2 separate regions of the Triticum aestivum genome follow, and region 1 is linked to region 2. Evidence: chromatin contacts called from public Hi-C data. All regions are on one chromosome and are shown on one strand. The core of a region is the stretch at or near the end of the contact, and the rest is flanking DNA. Distances in the headings are between cores, read along the strand shown.

The links. A called contact is a pair of places that touch in the nucleus more often than the background predicts.
Region 1: a Hi-C map of leaf shows a contact between it and region 2, with 5 times the contacts expected there. The contact joins the promoter of LOC123132423 here to the promoter of LOC123132419 in region 2. A contact is called at or near these places in 2 of 5 Hi-C or Micro-C datasets (both in leaf).

What each region holds. Positions count from the first base shown.
Region 1 is chr6A:119,401,003-119,404,594 of IWGSC CS RefSeq v2.1, reverse strand. It overlaps LOC123132423 (4-hydroxyphenylpyruvate dioxygenase), which reads left to right and starts at 1,629. Exons shown (of 2, transcript XM_044552214.1): 1 at 1,629-2,906; 2 at 3,307-3,592. The coding sequence starts at 1,792. The coding sequence ends at 3,493.
Region 2 is chr6A:118,759,960-118,763,553 of IWGSC CS RefSeq v2.1, reverse strand. It overlaps LOC123132419 (tubulin beta-3 chain-like), which reads right to left and starts at 1,557. Exons shown (of 3, transcript XM_044552211.1): 1 at 1,084-1,557; 2 at 1-14. The coding sequence starts at 1,477.

The sequences.
Region 1 (3,592 bases), core at 380-2,879, 640 kb before region 2:
AAAGGGATTGGTGAAATAGTCGTTGTATTGCTTGAGCCTCATGGACATATATATAAGAGTACATGATCTACTTGGAGTACAAGGCAAGTCAGAATATTTCCTAATTTAATCTATGTTTTTTAATACAATCACGTTACTCAACATATATATATATATAGAAACATCAGTAACATAAAAAATTCCATAAATTAGTTACCTACTTTCTACGTCCGAAAAAACTTGTCCCAAGCTTGTTCCTTAAATGGATGTATCTAGCACTAACTTAATGCTAAATACATCCATTTGAGGGACAAACTTTTTCGGACGGAGGGAGTATTCCCTAGTAGACCCAATGCCTCCGCTAGAGCTTGGTAGCAAGACCTCGAGCCCCAGGGCAACGAATCCATGGTGTTTTGTGTACGAGGCGTTGGTGGAAGAAGGCAGTACGAGAGTTGGATGAGCTCGGGGAGGGGATGTGAGGGGTGGAGGGGAGGGGTTGTATGGTCGTTTGATTGTTCATGAAAAAACAAAGAATTCTTTTCATGAGGTTAGAGTTGATGGAAACTTTCCTATGAAATCCAATACAAATGAATCTTAATCAATGTTTTCTATGAATCAGAATATAGCAAATCAAACAAGGCACTTATGAAAAACTCCTAAGAATTGTAATTGTTTATTCTATGAAAAATCCTTTGGACAAATAGAGGAAAAACTAGAGAGAATATTCTTTTGAACACGCGAAGGGACCCGAAGGTGCCAGAGCTGGCATTATAACAACAAAAGCATCACAACACTGCAAAGAGGACCCTGAAAAAAGGAATTACAAGCAAGCCCTCCCATTTTACATTAAAAACAAAGACACATCGAGTCTTCAATCTGCTGGCGACCTCGCGCGAAGATGCTTTGGCCACCATCTTCGGACACAAAACATGTCATCGTAGGGCAATGAAAGAAGGCCCTCCCTTCCGGAGGCTAAACAAGGGGGCGTCAGAGATTGTCGACAAACCCACCTAAGTCAAGTGTTCCGTCCTAGCCATCCAAACCGCTCACTGAAGAAAATCCATTGTTTGATCCTCAGCCCCGACAACAAAGGTCGATATGGAGAGGTAAATGAAGATGACGAGTGAGCACCGATGCCTGTAAAAATTCCCCAAACTTTCTCGCCCTTTCCACCACCGCATCAACAAAGGGAGAAGGAAGAAGCAACTCCAATGATCTTCAGATCCGAAACCAAACGAGCTTATTATGAAACTGTCGCCAGATCCACCTTCGTCAACTTCCATCCACCATGGGCAAGAAATAGGAAGATGAGGGCTTCCACCACACGCCGCCCCCGAGCAACGGTGGCAAGCTTCTCCACAACATATCACCAGTCGCCTCAGCGACATCTACCCGAGACCCGTCCTCCTCTCTTATCCCAACTTCGGCCGACGAGGCCGTCGGAGGAGTAGAGGAAACAAAAACCAAGATCAACTCTAAAAATCAGGAGGGAGGGGAGAGAAAAAGAAAGATGAAATGACCACTACTAATAGCTAGAGAGAATATGAACCTGGCAATATTTTTAGCTGAACTTTTTTTTGCAATAATAATATTTCTAGCTGTACTTGGATGTACCTTACCCTGGGCCAGTCAGCAAACCCATCACACTAGCTCGAGCCCCCACACCACCAAACGCCAAAAGACAAATCCCACCCGCCACCACTAAACCCCAAGGCCCACGTGGCGTCATCTGCTCCCTTTATTACCCCCACTTCTCCCGTAACTGATAACCCGGAGCCACTACCACACGCAGACAAGAAGCGAACACACACCATGCCGCCCACCCCCACCACCCCCGCAGCCACCGGCGCCGCCGCGGTGACGCCGGAGCACGCGCGGCCGCGCCGAATGGTCCGCTTCAACCCGCGCAGCGACCGCTTCCACACGCTCGCCTTCCACCACGTCGAGTTCTGGTGCGCGGACGCCGCCTCCGCCGCCGGCCGCTTCGCCTTCGCGCTCGGCGCGCCGCTCGCCGCCAGGTCCGACCTCTCCACGGGGAACTCCGTGCACGCCTCCCAGCTGCTCCGCTCGGGCAACCTCGCCTTCCTCTTCACGGCCCCCTACGCCAACGGCTGCGACGCCGCCACCGCCTCCCTGCCCTCCTTCTCCGCCGACGCCGCGCGCCAGTTCTCCGCGGACCACGGCCTCGCGGTGCGCTCCATAGCGCTGCGCGTCGCGGACGCTGCCGAGGCCTTCCGCGCCAGCGTCGACGGGGGCGCGCGCCCGGCCTTCAGCCCTGTGGACCTCGGCCGCGGCTTCGGCTTCGCGGAGGTCGAGCTCTACGGCGACGTCGTGCTCCGCTTCGTCAGCCACCCGGACGGCAGGGACGTGCCCTTCTTGCCGGGGTTCGAGGGCGTGAGCAACCCAGACGCCGTGGACTACGGCCTGACGCGGTTCGACCACGTCGTCGGCAACGTCCCGGAGCTTGCCCCCGCCGCGGCCTACGTCGCCGGGTTCACGGGGTTCCACGAGTTCGCCGAGTTCACGACGGAGGACGTGGGCACGGCCGAGAGCGGGCTCAACTCGATGGTGCTCGCCAACAACTCGGAGGGCGTGCTGCTGCCGCTCAACGAGCCGGTGCACGGCACCAAGCGCCGGAGCCAGATACAGACGTTCCTGGAACACCACGGCGGCTCGGGCGTGCAGCACATCGCGGTGGCCAGCAGCGACGTGCTCAGGACGCTCAGGGAGATGCGTGCGCGCTCCGCCATGGGCGGCTTCGACTTCCTGCCACCCCCGCTGCCGAAGTACTACGAAGGCGTGCGGCGCATCGCCGGGGATGTGCTCTCGGAGGCGCAGATCAAGGAATGCCAGGAGCTGGGGGTGCTCGTCGACAGGGACGACCAAGGGGTGTTGCTACAAATCTTCACCAAGCCAGTAGGGGACAGGTAAAAACACAACCTTTTTCCACTTTGACTTTGGGTTCTAAATTACATGATGCACGTGTAATGCTGCACAAAAGTATCAAATGTTACCGTTAGAACACAGAGTTGAACTCCATGCATGATGCACCTTTATGAAGATTGCGAGAACTAAAAGGGGAATAAAATCTTGTTCAAACCAAAAAGGGGGAATAAAGCTCCCTGTGCATAGTGGAAAACCAACGTATATTCCCAATTTGGGCCATAGATTAGCATAGGCAGCTATCTGCACAAGATTAGGTTCAGGAGGTAGTATCAGTTATGCTAATTCAGTAAGTGTGAGGTTCAGTGCTCTAATACATTCTAGCTGCATCTTTTCTCTGCTCCCTGTGGTTCCAAATCTAACTGCATCAGCTATTATGTTCAGGCCGACGTTGTTCCTGGAGATGATCCAGAGGATCGGGTGCATGGAGAAGGACGAGAGAGGGGAAGAGTACCAGAAGGGTGGCTGCGGCGGGTTCGGCAAAGGCAACTTCTCCGAGCTGTTCAAGTCCATTGAAGATTACGAGAAGTCCCTTGAAGCCAAGCAATCTGCTGCAGTTCAGGGATCATAGGATAGAAGCTGGAGCTGGAGGAGCTGATCCAGTACTTTGTATCAGGTCTCATGGAGCAAAAGAAAATGATGTTGTTTGTAAGATGCGGCGCGCAATTAT
Region 2 (3,594 bases), core at 308-2,807:
GCAGACTTGGAATCCTGTGATAGATGAGAATCATAGGTTATTTCGGTTCTCATTTCAGTGTGCACTTGAATAAATAGGCAACCCAATAACTAGAGTAGTGTTATGTTCTGTAATGTTCAGCAATCCACACACATAGAGAAAACTGGAACATAATGAGCACATCAAGCAGACTCATAAGCACAGGTGCTTGAGAAATCAACATCACGCATGCTACTCTACCGATGCTTTGATCCACACACATCACTAAGCAGGGACACTGGTGCTCGAGAAAACAGCATTAGACATGCTACTCTACTGATGCTTTGATCCACATACATCACTAAGCAGGCACACTGGTGCTCAAGAAATCAGCATCAGACATGCTGCTCTACTGATGCTATGATCCACACACATCACTAAGCAGGCACGCTGGTGCTTGAGAAATGAACATCACACATGCTACTCTACTGATGCTATGATCCACACACATCACTAAGCAGGCACACTGGTGCTTGAGAAATCAACATCACACATGCTACTCTACTGATGCTTTAATCTTCTTTGAGAATTTACTGTAATTTACTCAGCAGAGTAGTAGAGAGTGGACAGCTACTGCTTAGAAATAAACATAGAATTCGCAGATAATTATGCAACCAGAGGAATGCACTGGACCTCATACACGCAAATAACAACTTGAATGCAATGGATCTATCATACACGCCAAAGACCAACATAATGCAGCTGATCACAGCAAAGTAGCAGATATCTACCGCATCCATTCTACTATTCGATGATCTCCGTGGTTAGAACCACATAAACCATCCAAATGCACCCCCTCGTCAAGTAGAGAAGCAGAATGAACAGTCAACCCTGATCGTATGAGTACTGGAAGCCAGATCTACAGGTTCAGAACCACGCGAACAACCTCCTGCGCAAAGGGGGCAAAAGGCCAGATCTACGAGGCGAGAAGCCAGTAATCGTAATAGCATTCTAACAGATCGCTTTAACACGGAAGAAGGGCAGCAGATCTACACGCCCCAAAACCACACGAGATCCATTTCGGGAAGAAGGAAAAGGTCCAGATCCAGGCGGAGGAGGGTATACCTTGCAGGCAGTCGCAGTTCTCGGCCTCCTTGCGGACGACGTCGAGGACGGAGTCGATGAGCTCGGCGCCCTCGGTGTAGTGGCCCTTGGCCCAGTTGTTGCCGGCGCCGGACTGGCCGAAGACGAAGTTGTCGGGGCGGAAGATCTGGCCGTAGGGCCCCGAGCGGAGGGAGTCCATGGTGCCCGGCTCGAGGTCCATGAGGACGGCGCGGGGCACGAAGCGGCCGCCGCTGGCCTCGTTGTAGTAGACGTTGATGCGCTCGAGCTGGAGGTCGGAGTCGCCGGCGTACTTGCCGGTCTGGTCGATGCCGTGCTCGTCGCAGATCACCTCCCAGAACTTGGCCCCGATCTGGTTGCCGCACTGGCCGCCCTGGATGTGGAGGATCTCCCTCATGGCGGCGGCGGGGGAGGGGTAGGGTTCCGGCGAGGTTTTGGAGGGGGGAGGAGGGGGGGAGAGGGGGGAGTGGAGGCGCGGATCTGTGGGGAGTGGGGGGGCGTGGGTGAGCGGAGTTTTATTTGGAACGGCGTGGGCGGAGGGGAGCGTGCGGGGCCGGTTACCGGGGTTGGAAATTTGAAATCGTTTCGAGGGGTGGTGGTGATTTGCGGTTCCGCGGCGGCGTTTCGGGGGCGAGTCAGGTCGGCGGTTTACCGGGTGACCGGGTGGGCGTACAGTGTGGTCTGCCACGCTCGTTTGCATTTCACGCTGCGAGACGAGAGACAAAGGATGGGATTTACTGCCAAATTTATTTATTTTGAAAGATCCGGGGTCTCCGACTTCATTGATTTAGTTGAAAAGATTTACTGCCAAAATGTGACTGTCTCACGGTTGCCATCATCTTTGTTTTCTTTGTTTCCTTGCCCATGTTAAAATCAAATCCTGCATGTGATTGTGTAAATAAATGTTTATCAAAATCTCTTGATGATTGTCTAAATAAATGTTTGCAACTAATTAATGTGGAATTGATGCAGAAGATAAGTAAATTAAGATGGTTGATTATTGTACGAAGAATATGCGAAAAATGGGTGTGATGGGACTAAAAAATTGGTTGGCCAAAAAAATAAATTAAAAGGACGTGGTGGTGGGGATAGAACCGGTTGACGAGGCGTTTTGCTGACATGAAAAGAAACACTGCTTTTTTATCTTTGTTTCCTACTTGTTGTATGAAGATTTCATTTTTTTGGCAAATGAAAATTTCGACATTGTCCTCGCCATATATATGATTTTACGTTAAGATAATGTCAATGTTGCGGCGCTACAATCCCCCCCACACACACACACACACTCGCATTGATGCCTTTATCGTCATCTTTACCTCGTAATTATGATCTCAAAGCCATCCTCTTTCTCTTGCATCCTTGTAGCCGCATAATTGCCTTGTATGATGTCTGCACCGCGCAGGTTTGATGTTGGTATTGTCATTGACGAATGCCCTTCAAGCCCGAGGGGTTATGAGTGTGGCGGGCTATTGGTGTTGGACATAAACAAGGGTATTCCTTGTGATTGCCCCAATTTGTCCACCTGAAGAATCAGGACACTAACAAAAACATACAAAAACTAAACGGGCTCCTCCCCCCCTCACCACACACACACATATGTCTGGACTATTCAAATTTTCCCAAACCCGTTTTATCTGTCACGTCAACACTACCCCACACGCAGCCAAACACAACCCACTCCCCTCTCCTCCATCCCCGCCCAATCGCATCGCATTTGTCCGAACAAATGGGGGACGATTGGCAGGTGTCGATGTGCGCCATATTTTTGGGGGGCAAGTGGTGGACGTGATTTGGTGAATCCCCCGATCAACATGCTCAAATGTGCAACAGTTTAGAACATAATTTTATGGTTTTAGTGGTTGTGTTCGAAATATGGCTGGAGAAACTTCTACGTGGCCTTTTCGGATAACTCGTTGAGTTTATTTATCTCAGGTAATCCACGAAAAAAGAAAAAGGAACACTTTGATGGCTTTTTCTTAATAATTTTTTGCCCAATAAGGATAAACGAATACGATTTTTCCCCTCGGTGAGTGCACCTAGGGCCTTGTTGGTTGTTGGCAGTGAAAGCCTTTTTCAAGGAGTGAAGGTCTTCCAAGATAGATTTGCTAATTTGTTCAATTCACTTCTTGCCATAATGAAAATTCATAGTTCTAACAAATATATATGGTCCATGTCAGTATGATGCTAGAGCTAAATTTTTAGACTAGTTTCAAAATATTCAAATGCCTGGTGACTCTGATTGATTGGTACTGGGGGATTTCAACTACATTAGATACCCTGACAATAGAAATGGACATGGATGGAATCTCACAAATATGATGAACTTTAATGCTTCCATTAGTGTCTTCGGACTCATTGAAATTCCCTTGAGAGATAGAGACTTCACATGGAGAAATATGCAAGAGGATGCACTCCTTAAAAAGTTGGATATGTGTTTTTCCTCTCAACACTTCCGCCACTAGCCTTTCAAAGCAAATATATGATCATGTGCCTTGCATCATTCAAGTTGGCACC